2 separate regions of the Danio rerio genome follow, and region 1 is linked to region 2. The links are chromatin contacts, called in public HiCAR-type maps. All regions are on one chromosome and are shown on one strand. Each heading gives the region's core, a stretch centred on a gene start, on an enhancer-like site or on the middle of the called end of the contact. The rest is flanking DNA. Distances are from core to core; before and after follow the strand shown. Region 1 overlaps nol4lb (nucleolar protein 4-like b). Region 2 overlaps nol4lb (nucleolar protein 4-like b).

Region 1 (6,998 bases), core at 122-2,621, 81 kb before region 2:
AAAAATCGTCATCATAATTTACTCGAGTGCACAGCTCAATGTCTCGCGCCCCCCTGGTGGGGCACCCCACAGTTTGAAAACTCCTGATTTAAAATACTTTGAATGTTTTATATTTTGTTACAGACATACAGTGCCATCCTGCAACTGTTTTGAAATGCATATGAAATGTCCCAAACATATATATTTTTACTGTCCAAAATGGGAAAAAAAATAGTTTTTACTCTGATAGTCAAAACATGTTAAAAAAAAAATCTATGTTAAATATGCATAAAAAACAGCCAGGAAAAAGTGTTTTATGTACATTCAGACCACAAGTCCACATTTATGGACATCATTTTTCTCTAAAAGTACATCGTATCAAAAGATGATCCTTAGGTTTTTATTCTAATTAGGTTCTAATAAGTCCAAGTAGCAAGGAGAAAAAAATGCATGTAAAAAACACCTTGGGCCTTAAGAGGTTTTAAAGTTGAAACCCCCCTAAAAAAATAAAATAAAATAAATTGCACTTATGCATTAATGTCCACCTTAAGCAAAGGTTTGTTTTTAGCTGCTGTTTAAAAACAAAGAATGGTCCCAGTGTTATAAACAATTCTATCTATCAGAAGAATAAACTAACAAACACGCTTAAACAGCTGGCGCCAACTTATCTGCTTTTCAACAAGTCAGTCGCATTTACCAGCTGGATGTTATATCACCTAGTTAATATTCATGAGTTAAGGTGTTATAATGTGCCTCTGACTTTTCAGATCATTCGTATTTCTACAGCCCGGATAATTGCTCACAACTCCTTGCATCTCTGTAATGTGCAAGAGCTCCTCTATTTTAAACATACACAAGGGAGAGCAGATGAACAACAGGTTGAGGAGCTTCACACACACCGTCACACTTTACTGCAAATGAATATTGTATCCCAGAGACGGGAGGAGTTTAGTGAGAGAACAAGGTGCAGCTAACCTTTTTTTGCTCCCTATCTCTCTCTCTTTTGTCACACACATGCTCATTTGCAAGTCTGTAGTGCAACTCAAAACAAGCAATGATTTCCAATACTTAACGGGGGGCGAATCTGTGCTTAAATTGCCTTTGGTCGGAGGCCCTATACATACTAACACACCGGCAAGCCTAAGCTACGACTTTACACAAGCACGTTCTCCAATTTTAGTTGAGCTGACGCGATAGGAGACCTGCGTAATGTCCGATTGTCTCTGAATGCAGGTGCACGTCTTGGTGCCAGACCAGATTGAAAAACAAAAAAATGGATGTGAGGTCATGAGAGAGGGAAGAGATATGCAGGAAGCGGAGGGGTAGGAAAGTAAGAGATGGGGGTTTTTAGCAATGCACCAGTCTGAGAGGAGGAACGGGTGCTGGCGGTGGGGTGGGGGGAGGGTTATGGGGAACATTTGCTGTCTTAAAGAAACCGTCCTCCTCCTGCTGCGGTGGTCTAGAGGGAGAGAGGAGGAATATTGAAAGTGCAGGAGAGAGCAAGAGAGAGAATGGGAGACTGAATTATTGCATCTTTGCACAAGTGTGGACTAGCAGTAATAGGCAAAACCGATATACTGTAGGGGTGTGGAGGGAGAATGTGCAAGAAAAATAGAAAAGCCAAAGCTGAACAAGAAAATAATAGAGGATGGGATGAAGAAAGAGAGAGAAAGCAGTTTGGGGTGGTGTGTGCCAAAGAGAGCAAATACCTTTACTGTCAGCACACAGCACATTTGTGGTTAACATGCATAGCCTGAACACCGCAGTGACACCTCTCAATAATGCTGCTCTCATATATATTGTACATACATTTTATACATACATACTAACTCTTTTGACATTAAAAGATTGGTATTGTGTAAAAGGCTTTGATGCAATTTTGAAGAAATATCAGCAGTAATTACAGAATAAATCAAAAAAATTGATTTAGATGTAATTTAGATGATTATTCATTCATTTATTTTCTTTTCGGCTTAGTCCCTTCAACTTATCCAGCATATGTTTACACAGCAGATGCCTTTCCAGCTGCAACCCATCACTGTGAAACACCCATATGCTCTCATTCACACACATACACTACAACCAATTTAGCTTATTCAATTCACCTATAGCGCATGTCTACTGGCACATATCTCTCAGCTGATGACCACTAATAACCCCCATTCAATTGAGTGATGACATTCAAATCGACTGTCCTGGAGGGCCGGTGTCCTGCTGAGTTTAGCTCCAATCCTAATCAAACACACCTGAACAAGCTAATCAGGGTTTTACTAGGTATGCAGTACTTGAAATTTCTAGGCAGGTTTGTTGAGGCAAGTTGAAGCTAAAATATGTAAAAACACCGGCCCTTCAGGACAAGGACTTGTGTCCCCTGATCTTGACTGTTAAATATAATTTGCTTATCTTTTACTCCACTGTTTTTGCCTGTTTGACATCACTACACAAGTAAATATAATAATAATAATAATAATAATAATAATAATAATAATAATAATAATTAGCAGGTTAGTATAGGCTGCATCCAGCTGTTTGATAAGAACAAATTTTGTTCAGCAAGCTTTACATTTAATTAAAGTGCTAGTAAATAATTACAGCTCAGATCCATAGTATGTGTCTAATTTCTTAGTTTGTGGCAAGTAGTCATGTAATAAGTTGCACAATGTACATCCAGCCGGTTGTTGTTGCACAAGATCATACAAAAACCCTCCCCTTCACATTAGGCTGCTGATAAACCTGTCAGGTTTTATACTGCAATAATAAAGCACATAGCTTACATAACACAAATTTAATTAAATACAAACTCATTTGTGTAATACGTTTGAAAATAGTTGCTTTATAAAAAGTGCATTTTATTACATTACAGTCAACATCAGAAAGTTGATGATCAAGATGTTGTCTATAGTGTCCTATATATGCTGTATAAATAGTGTTCTTTTCAAAATGTGATATCTATGTGTATAATATATTTTTTAGGAAATTGTTTTGAAGTGACCAAAGCACTGTTAGTCTTTTTTTACATTTAAAATTTTGAACAAATCTTATCACACCTTCATATAATAAAACATATTAACATTCTCAAATCATAACAACATTCAAACTCATATTAAATAAATCCAGAAAAAATAAGGGGTCTCTTATTATTTTTTTTTACATAGCTCTGCATGTTTACATTATATATATATATATATATATATATATATATATATATATATATATATATATATATATATATATATATATATATATATATATGTAATTTACACAAACAAACTTCTAATCGACAGCTCAAGTGTAAATGCCTTTGGTCTGCCTGGTTTCATCATTGGTAATTGGGTTCTGCTCAGTTCTGTCATGCATGTGGAAATGTATCTGCTTAAAATGCTAAACAGCAGTTTTATTGGAATCCCACACCAGACTCCAAACAGAAGGCACAGCAGGAGGATGTCTCTTTAAATGTGCAGTAATGGGTCAGTTCTTACTGTATGCTGTTTTGTAGCTCACAAAATTTTTAAATTTAATTACACAGTGGGATGGAGTGGGAGTGTGGCCACTGGCGGCGAGTCCTCATTTAGGGTGGGCAGTCACATGCCGCTGTCAAAACATATTAACCCCTCCCCTCTTCATGTTCCAGCAGAGAGAAAGAAAGAGAGAGAGATCGAGAGAGAGAGAGAGAGAGAGAGAGAGAGAGAGAGATGGCAGAAAGCCCACTGAGAGACGCTTCTACTGTAGTTCAGACCCTGATGATCATACATTTCTCATCCTCTCTTTAGCGAACAATGCCAATCAACTGTGAGCCGTGCATCCTAAGACACACATATTATATATGGAATATTAGTGATGAAGGTTGATTGGGAGTGTGTGAGGGTCAGGTTTCCTGTGGTTTGTGCTTCTTAAGTGTGTGACTCAGCAGTCTATTCAGAGATCTCCGCCTCTATCTGTCCTCTTTCATATTCTCTTCTCATCCTCATACTCTTTACATACATTGAAGGGTTGAAAGGATACATTAGTATCTTAAGATGGCTGGAATAGATTCATAGTACTGTGCTGTGTATTAAATCATAATTTACAAGCCCTTCATCTAGTTTACATGTATACTAAAACAAAAACCTTTAAAAGGGCGACTTCACTATGACGCCATAAAAAAACTACATTTAATTTACCTTTGATTTCCCAAAGAACCTTTCAGTGAGCATTTTTTCTTTGATTAACTAAAATATTAATATTCCAAAGAACAGGGATAAAGAATGGTTTGTGGAATTTAAAGGTTCCACAGATGTTAAAGGTTCTTCAAGGTACCAGTGATGCCAATAATAAAAAATAAGAATGTAACAGAACAGCAGATGCTGACAAAGCGAGGACAAATCCACATATGCACAACAAAAAAGATTGAATTTTAAATGAGTTACAATATCGTATAGAGAAGAATAGAGTCCAGACTCAGTGTTGCCAGATTGGACGGTTTTGAATTTGATTGTGCAGGTAAAAAATGCCATTGGCGGGCAGATCAAATTTGGGCGGTTTTGAAACGTAAATTTTATATGCCACTTTTTTTAACAAAACCTAACTGTGTGCCCCTACTCCATTCTGTTATTAGTGACCAGTGCATATCACAAGTTGTGTGGGTCTACCTGTAAGAGGAGGTGAAGGAAAGTTGTATCACAAATAGACTCCGGGACAAATCTGATTCCCCTTCGCGTGCAGTTAAACTCACAGCGGTTTATAATGACACTTCTATCAATCTTTTTTTTTTCTGCAACTGACAACAAGTATTTTGTTACAAATTTATACCCCACTTTGTAAGTAAAACATACTCTAATATGTAGTACTCTAATAATCTAAATACAACATTGAGTTCGATGTGACCTGGTTATGTTGTGGTTTTGTGACTGTATGGTTAAATATTCTGATAGTTAAAATAACTAGGTTAATTTCGAAGGCAGAATTTACCTTGCTTTGAAGAGCTTGGCAACAAAGAGGCAGGAGAAAAAAACCTGCAGTGTGTGCTTAAAATAAATAAACCAGTATCAACATAGTTATAATTGCAGTCGCATTGTACAGACAGATGTCAAACCAATCGCTAAAATTCCAAAATATTGGATTGTTTCATTTACTGAGACAAAATCACATAAAAAAGTTATATGTGACTGTCCAAAGCAGTGTTTCTCAAAAATGTGCCTGGAGGACCATAAACACTACATGTTTTAAATGTCTCCTTTGGAGTTTTTTCAGTCTCTGCTAATAAGCTGATGATCTGAATCAGGTCTGTTTGGTTAAGGAGACTTGGAAATGTGCAGAGCTAATGGTCCTTCAGGAACGTGGCTGAGAAACACTGGCTGAGAAACACCTAAGCAGTGTCTTGTTTCTCAAACAGAACTAATATTTTTAACAAACAAACTAACAAAGATTAGAAAATCTAGCCACTACAAGTGATTTGATCACTAGTAAACAAACTTATATCCTAGTCGAATGACAAATCTGGTTCACTCCATTTTTACCAGCTTCTGCCCTTTTTTCTGTGTGTAATAAACTTGAAGCGGTTGTGAGCAGTCAAAACGTAAGGCTGAAACTACATCAGGACTAAAAGTAGTAAGCAGCTTCATCTTGGCGTAAGCAGCTGTCTGGCATTTCCTGAGCTGTAATAATGGCCTTGATCTGTCAGCACCTGCAGAGTATTCTTGCTTTTTTCTGTTAATGTGTGCTTCATGGGCCAAACACTCCTCTGTCTCAGTCTTGACTAAATCCATCTGAAGTTCACATTTACATCGACACCAGCCCACGTGTTTGAGGAAGTTGGGGAGTCTTGAACAAGTCCAACTCAATCAAAACAGGTGGCAGACGTGGACCTTGACACAGAGCGTAGGTGAAAGACTGGCTGCAGTTTAATCAGTCTAAGGTAAAATAACATAGTCGAAGCTCAAACAGCATCTGACGTGCCCTGTTAAAGCGTTTGTCACAGAGGTGAGCAGTTTCCTACTGTGGTAGAAGTGGTAGGGGAAGAAAACTTCTCAGAATCATTGCAAATCTTTCTTCAATGTTTCTTAATATTTATTCATAATCAATTCTGAGACTAGTTTTCAACACCCAATACATGTGTTGACTTATGTGTTGCAGACATGTACTATGCTTTCTACAAATTATAAACACAAAATCGCTCTAAAATCAACAAGCAATCAAGGTTGTGTTCATGCTTGTAGTATATTTATCTTGATACATTTAGTCAGGGGTCACTAAGCATTCACATTGTCATGTTTAGTAGGGCCAAGCAGTATATCGCAAAAATGTGCAGTGTATCAAAATCATGCAATATCCGAATCACTTAGATGTGCGGTAAATGAAATGTATTTTATTAGGCAAGCGTTTATGTGTTGCATCGATTCTTTATCCAAAACTGTTCAAACAGGGCCTTACTATCTTTATACCCCCCTCCCCAGTAAGTGCTTTTATGCTACTGACTAGTGCCAAAGTTCTTCCAAAAATGAATACTAACAGCACAAGTAGCTATTAATGTTTATAAACTGCTTGATTTACAAGCATTACATAAATAAAAGCTAAAATGTAAAGTCTCGAGGGAAATGTTATATCACAAGAAATGTAATTACAGTGATATTCAATCAGGAATCACCTAGTTTGAACTTTTTAAAGAAGGACCAAAGCAATGTTGGTTTAAATTACGCCCTGTTCATCTGGTGTTGATGTGGTTTCGTTGAGTCGATCACAAGTGAGCAAAGAAACTACACAACCTTTTCCACATCAATTAAATTTGTTTCTTTCTATATAAATCTGTTTACTTTTCACAACATCAAAAGTAATTAAATTAAGTGAATAAAAGCATTACACCAATGATCAGAAATTGATCATGCAGAAAAAAACGATCATCCAAAACATGAATCATCCAAAGATTTCAAGAGTGAAACTGGCATCCCAGAATGTTGCTTTGAATAGAATAAGATTATTAACAGTAAACATCAAAATAAAACATTCACAAAGTTGTATCTTATGAAAAACACCATGTTCGAGCG
Region 2 (7,537 bases), core at 2,209-4,708:
TCTTGACAAATGTTGACATTAAAGGCTTGCTTTATCGCCTTTTATGCTTGGAAATCTCTTAACAACCTGCTGTTAGTGTGAAGTGAAATAAGATTGCACTAGCATAGATGTCCTCATGTCCTCACGAACTGTAAAACTGACCATCAGGACCGTATAGGAGCGGTAGCGTATATATAAACCAGATTACGCTGCAAAAAATGTCACTAGAAGAATACTGATATCTGAGATGACCTCACTTCCTGTAAGATATACCTTGGAGCAACGGCTTTATCCAGGTCAGCAGAGACGACTGGCACAGCCGTGCAGTTTATGACCTCTGCAACCGATCTCAGCCCTTTCTTTCTGTATGCAGTGACCAACTGATGTCTTCCAATGCGGCTTCTGCAGCCGAGCACTATTGTCTGTGAACGACCTCTGCTACTGATCCCGTCATCTCTGCCTGCAGTGTCCTAGCCTTTCTGTTAGCGTGAACAAAAGGGGCATGATCAATTTGGTTTGTCAGGAACACTAGACAAGGAACACTAGACGAGGTTCGACGCGGGATGAAGACTACAGGAGCAACTCTTTCAGATCTAACATTTAAAGAAAAACTGAAAGCAATGAAAAAAGTAATGATGATCAAGATTTGCGGTTTGATTTGTGGGAGCAAGAAGCACTTAGCAGTATTCAAGCGCAGATGACACACAAAGCTCGGAGAGGTCAGACCCTGCATTCAACAGACACACGGATTACTGTAGGTCCTACTACTGCTATTCTCCTCTAATCCAGTCAGTCACAAATCTATCTCAACGATTAACCCCTTTCCCTCCTCCACCAACAATCCCACAAATAAAACACAGATTTAACTCCTTGAAACCTTGCTGAAAATACAAGCATTGCTGTTTAGGGAAGTGAAGGACAAGAATTTAGCAATTTTGATTCAAACTCTTTTTACGTGCTGTAATATGGGTCAAATTCAGTGATGGTATAATTAGTTTAAACTGAAAGTCTCTGTCACCTTGTTTGGTGCCTGAATGGCTGCGTTCATGTTTGTATAAAGGCTGGGTGATATAACAAAAATGTGGTATCATATGTTATGTTATTTTCTTAACTATAAAGTAACTTTCTGAAAGTAATAAATACATTTTCAAAGGTTTATACAAAACACCTAGTTCTTTCCATTTAGTCAAGTTATAATATAATATAATATAATATAATATAATATATTTTCATAAAGTAGTATAAACTGATGAGTTTGAATGTGACTCATCTGTGAGTTGCTTTGACTCATTCAATAATAAAAAATAAAAATAAAAAAACAGCATGAGAGTCAATCATCCTCAAATCAGACTACACTGCTCAACTCTTTGTTGCTGTCTGCACAAGAGTGAATACATTTTGGTGAAAAATCATTCAGGCGACGTAGTGGTGCAGAAGGTAGTGCTGTCGCCTCACAGCAAGAAGGTCGTTGGTTCGAGCATCATCTGGGTCAGTTGACATTTTTGTGTGGAGTTTGCATGTTCTCCCTGGTTTCATCCAGGTGATCCGGTTTCCCCCACAGTCCAAAGACATGCGGTACAGGTGAATTGGGTTAAATTGTACGTAGTGTATGAGTGTGAGTGAGTGTGTATGGATGTTTCCCAGAGATGGATTGCAGAGATGGATCCGCTACATAAATTATATGCTGGATAAATTGATGGTTCATTCCGTTGTGGCGACCCAGACAGATTAATAAAAGAACTAAGACAAAAAGAAAATGAATGAATAAAAAAATAATTCGCACATACACTCACCGGCCACTTTATTACTTTGTTAGGTAGACTTGTTCAACTGCTTGTTAACCCAAATTTATAATCAGCCAATCACATGGCAGCAACTCAATGCATTTAGGCATGTAGACTTGGTCAAGACAATCTTCTGCAGTTCAAACCAAGCATCCGAATGGGTAAGAAATTAGATTTAAGTGACTGTTAACGTGGCATGGTTGTTGATGCCAAACAGGCTGGTCATAAACTTTTTTTTTATTTTATAAACCACTGATCTACTGGGGTTTGCATGCACAACCATCTCTAGGGTTTACAGAGAATGATCCAAAAAAGAGAAAGTATTCAATAAGCAGCAGTTCTGTGGGTGTAAATGCCTTGTTGATGCCAGAGGTCAGAGGAGAATGGCCAGACTGGTTCAAGCAGATAGAAAGGCAACAGAAACTCAAATAACCACTCGTTACAACCAAGGTATGCAAAAGAGCATCTCTGAATGCACAACTCATCCAATCTTGAGGCTACTGTCAGCTAAGAACAGGAAACTGAGACAGCAATTCACCAAAATTGGACAATAGAAGATTGGAAAAATTTTGCCTGGTCTGATCAGTCTTAACTTCTGCTGCGACATTCGAATAGCAGGGTCAGAATTTGCCGTAACAACATTATTCATCCTGCCTTGTATCAACAGTTCAGGCTGCTGGTGGTGGTATAATGGTGTGGGGGATATTTTCTTGGCACACTTTGGTACCAATTGAGCATTGTGTCAATGTCACAGCCTACCTGAGTATTGTTGCTGACCATGTCCATCCCTTTATGACCACAGGGTACCCATCTTCTGATGGCTACTACCAGCAGGTTAGCATGTCATAAAGCGCGAATCATCTCAGACTGGTTTCTTGAACATGACAATGAGTTCAATGTACTCAAATGGCCTCCAAAGTCACCAGATCCCAATCCAATAGAGCACCTTTGAGATGTGGTGGAACGAGAGATTACCATTATGGATGTGCAGCCATCAAATCTGCAGCAACTGTGTGAATGCTATCATGTAAATATGGACCAAAATCTCTGTGGAAATATTTCCAATACCTCGTTGAATCAATGCCATAAAGAATTAAGGCAATTCTGAAGGCAAAAAGGGGTCCAACCCGATACTACTATACCTAATAAAGTGGCCGGTGAGTGTATATTATCTTATTTAACTGCAAACCTAAAACTAAAATATGATAATTTTTAGTGCTGTTTAGTCAGAATATGTAAAAGCAATGTTAACCTGGCAAATATGAGCAAACTTTTCTGAACTTTATATTGTTGCATCAAGTACAGATGACAAAGTCCCTTTGAAATAAAGTATCTTTATGCTCAGAAACACAGAAAGCTTAAACATATAAAAACTTTACCAAAATACCAAATATTCAAAAACTACAGGATTTTGAATGCAATCTATCTATTTCCATCATGGTTAGAATATACAGATGCCATTCAGCCAAAGAAGTACCAGCTTTCTTTTGAGCAGAGAAGTCGCCCTAAGGACCGCTTTCAGACTTTAAATTAGTATGAAAAAGCACAGGCTGGCCTGCAGGGAGGCCTGACGTTCTGCTGGATGAGTCTTACATACAGTGAAGTGCTAGAAAAGCACAGAGCAGCAGAGAGGGCATTGGGGAGCCTGTGTGTCATATCCTAGATTCCTCCCTCAGGTCTAGGCACATGTTGCCCAAGAGGAAACGAGCCGTGAAAAGACAGGAAATTACACGGTGGGGGATCCATCATCAGCAGAGCAACTCATTGGTTAGTTGGATGCTCACATGGACTGTGAAAAAAACCCACAATAACAATCCAAACAAACATACTGGGTTTGGGCACTTAGATGTAATGATAATAGATTGCTCTGTGACACAGATGCACAGAAACAAGCAGAAATGATTAAGATCAAACCTGCTGTGTCTTATTGGGTAATCGGAATGCTATGACAAATCAAAAAAAAAAAAGTCCTGTAAAAGAAAATTTATAAGGGAAACCTTTAAACTGGTATGTAATGTAAATTGCAATGCTTTATAAAACTGTAATATGATGAATGCATGTAAACAGTGATATAGTTTCAACAAAAAAGCGAGACAATAATAAAGGCTAATGTGGATACTATTACATACTAAGGCCCAATCCCAATTCTACCCCTTAGCCCTTCCACTTACCTTATGCTAAACAGAATTGGGACACCCCACCCACATGGTTTCCGCTAGATTCATTCTGCCATGCGGGGGACACCAAAATTCATCCAGCCACAGCTACATTACATAGCTTCTCATTCAAGACATTCAGTCATTGTTGTTTTTTTAATAGTGGGTTATAATCGCACCAAAAAGCATTAAAAGGTAAGTGAATTAAAACAATGCAAGTTTCTCTGTAACGGTAGTAGTGCTGCGCTTTACTTGTTTAACCCTTCAAGGTGACGTGCTGAGAGACTGACGGGTGCGTGATGCGTGAGGCCAGCAAACACGGCGTAGCTTTCAGTTAACTGAACAGTTTCCATAATTATACCTTATTTATAGATAAAGTTTTGCATACAGTAACTTAATTGTGATGGAGTTTATTGCCGTTTCACTTTACTTCAGGACGAATTAATGCCGCTCATTGGGTCTATTGGAGAAATTCATAAATATTCCTAGCAAATCTTATAAATGTTGGAGACATACGTACTACATAAAGCATCGATCTGCACTTGAGTAACATATATTTTAGGGCTGCAAGAAGTTTTGTGCACGAGCAGAGAAAATCGGCATGCAAGAAAAAAGTGATTCTCCATTTGTTGAATTATTGAAATAACGCCATAGGTAGTTGGTATATTTGTGTAAAAAAGCTGGAAAAAATCCTAGAGGAAACACTGATCCCTATACGTAAACGTGCAAGGGAGGGGGGGGGTCCCAATTCTGTTTAGCATGAAGGTGTAAGGTTAAGGGAAAGGGCTAGATAGATAAAACAGACATTTTTCTTGACCACGCCTGAAACCAAGTCTGTATCCTAGAATCACATACTTACATACTATATAGTATGCTAAAAACAGTAAGCGTGAAGTACCCGGATGACTTACTAATTCCAGCAAGATTCTGAAGTGTGCATCGGATGGACACTACGCTATCCCATGATGCCCCGCAAGAGAATTTATGAATGGGAGTGAAGCAACGCAACTGACACGGGTAGTTCACTTGATCATGACAAAATGACGAATGTAGTACGTCTGAATTTCATTCATACTGTTCCCATTCATACTGTATAAAATGTACTTTTCTAACTGCTGAGTAGTACGTTTAAATTCAAATACAGTACCTACTAAGTAGTAGGCGGTTTCGGACACAGCCCAAAGGGTAAATGAATTTCCCAGAATGTACCACCAACAACGGCAGCGTGGCTGCACACGGAAGTAAGGAGATGCACAAATTAGAATTTTTAGTCATTATTACAACATTTTACATTTAACAAGCATATGTTTTAATACAATCATAACAGAATTTGTCTTTTACCATCATGCTTTTTATATAAAAAATTCTAAATAATAACTCTTGTACAGTAACGTTAGTCCCGCAACATACTTTCACATCTATCACTTGATGACACTTGAATACCCTGTCAGAAAAGTCTAGTGGGAATGAGCTTTTTACAGTGTCTGGTGTGGCCACGGTGTAAATACATAGTACATTTACGAGCTTATTGCCGCATTAAACTGTTATGATAACATGATATATGCCTTCAGTTCCTGTAGATAAATACCAAAAAATAACGCAACTGGAATAACTACAGCAGTCACCATCATCAATCTCATATTAAGTACGAGCTTGCGCTGACTTGTAATGACATGTGCGGGTGTTGTAGTGGTGTCCCATTTCTTAGGGGTCAAATTTAAAGCCCTTCCCCTTCACCCTGTGTTTTAAGGGCCAAGGGGAAGGGGTAGGGGAAGAGGTAAAAAACAGAATTGTGATTGGGCTTAACAGTGACAGTACTCAGCTTGCAATATCACTGACAAAAAAAGACAAGACTAAAACAGATAAACAAAATATAATAAAGAAAAAGTAAAATTATAGAAATACATATATTTTTGTTGTATTTTTGATCAATAAATGTAGCTTTGGTAAGCAGAAAGTTCTTTCAAGATACAGTATATGTATCACTCAATGTGTATCATTCTCAAAGTGGTGTTTGAAGGGCTTGTTCACCCAAAAGTTATATTCTGCCATCATGTACTCAAATTCTCTTGTTCAAAACCTATTTGAGCTCCTTTCTTCTGTTGAGCACAAAGATCTGAAAAATGCTGGCTGCTAAAACCCATTCACTTCCATAATAATTTTATTCCTACTATGAAAGTCAATGTGCATCTAGTATCCTTCAAAATATCTTATTTTGTGTTCAGCAGAAGAAAGAATGCATAAATGTTTAAAACCACATGCGGAAGAATAAATGATGAGATAATTGTAAGCATTTTTGTGAACTATCCCTTTAATGAGTCATTTTTTACTCTGGAATAACATTCAAAACAAAAATGTGTGCATTAATAGAGTAAATAGCGTCAATTTAAATTTCACGTTGACTTTAAGATACGACACGTCCCATCTGCAGAGATGTGAGAACAAGTGGTCATACAGACCCATGGGACACTAAAACAGTGGCGCTGAGAAAGACGCGCATCGCGAGGCTCCAGATGGGAATTTTGATGTGTCTTGTAATAGCTGGAGAAGAGCAGAGGATGGTACAGACCCTCTCGGAGAGCCAAGAAGCAAAAGAGACAGTCATTGGAATACCGCAGGGACAATACAAAGAACAATAGATTCAAGCTGAGAAAGGCAGAGGGGGAGAGAATAAGGAGAACAAGCAGAAGGGAACAGAAAAAAAAATGGGAGAGGATGAGTTTGACTATTTAGATGCCTATAAAGCACGAGGAGGAGGGAGAGAAGGAGCGAGGGAGATCCTCACTGCCGAACAGCTTGGCTTTAGGGAGGGATTATGGCTCACAGAGCTTCCCTTCTGCTGGACAGTGTGACGTGGGGGTCAGGAAAAGTGATTTTATTTTGGTAGGCTTTATCCTTGTGAAGCTCTGGCAGAAGGCAGAGGATGATAAAGGCGGTTTTAAAGCCTTTAACCCTTCGTCAACCCTCTTCGCTCTTTATTTATAAAGCCATTAAACAAAAAAAATGTAAGAGGCTCTGTAAAATGTGAGAAAAAGTACTGAAAAAATGAATTGTGTATCATGCCAAAATGAGGTGATGTGGAAAAAAAGTTAAGAAAAAAATAAATTTTGGCATTTGACTCAAGTGTCACATTTCTCTGGTTCTTAGACGCCCACATCAGTCTGCAAATCACCTGCCAGAGGCACAGAAGAGCAGAAGAGACAGAAACAACTCCGGAATATCTGCTGAGCTGTCTATGAATTGTGCAAAACGATGCAGAGTAACTTTTTCTTGGAAAGATTTTTATTTTTTATTTTTTGCAATACTTGTTCACACGAGAGTACAATGTCTATCAATATAAAAGTGTCTTTATTTTAAAGATTTTTATAGTGACTCAAAGCAGTAGTGTGTGAAATGGTATCATACACACCCTAAAAAGATCATCAAAGGCATAAATCTCTGAAATGTAATGATGCAAAAAGCACTTTGTGAGATCTGTGAGTTAGCAAGCGGTTCTCTGGTTTCAGGCCATCATGCGATATAACGACGACAGCCTGCAGAACCAGCTTTGCCAGATCTACACAAAACCCACAACAAAAACGCTTCAAAGTGTATGCCAGACACATTTTGAATAAAACA

Evidence for each region. HiCAR-type assays count read pairs that join an accessible place to other places.
Region 1: a HiCAR-type map of caudal fin shows a contact between it and region 2, with 4 times the contacts expected there. The contact joins two enhancer-like sites. A contact is called at or near these places in 1 of 18 Hi-C or Micro-C datasets (embryo) and 1 of 4 datasets of contacts at active chromatin or transcription factors (caudal fin).

The regions. Positions count from the first base shown.
Region 1 is chr23:20,202,979-20,209,976 of GRCz12tu, reverse strand. All of the region lies in intron 5 of nol4lb (nucleolar protein 4-like b), which reads right to left. Among named protein-coding and RNA genes, the nearest start is that of srms, 49 kb to the left of the region's middle. Within about 2 kb of position 1,371, at least 6 of the 62 cell types and tissues checked have an H3K27ac peak or open chromatin away from gene starts, as enhancers often do.
Region 2 is chr23:20,123,147-20,130,683 of GRCz12tu, reverse strand. All of the region lies in intron 4 of nol4lb (nucleolar protein 4-like b), which reads right to left. Among named protein-coding and RNA genes, the nearest start is that of nol4lb, 80 kb to the right of the region's middle. Within about 2 kb of position 3,458, at least 8 of the 62 cell types and tissues checked have an H3K27ac peak or open chromatin away from gene starts, as enhancers often do.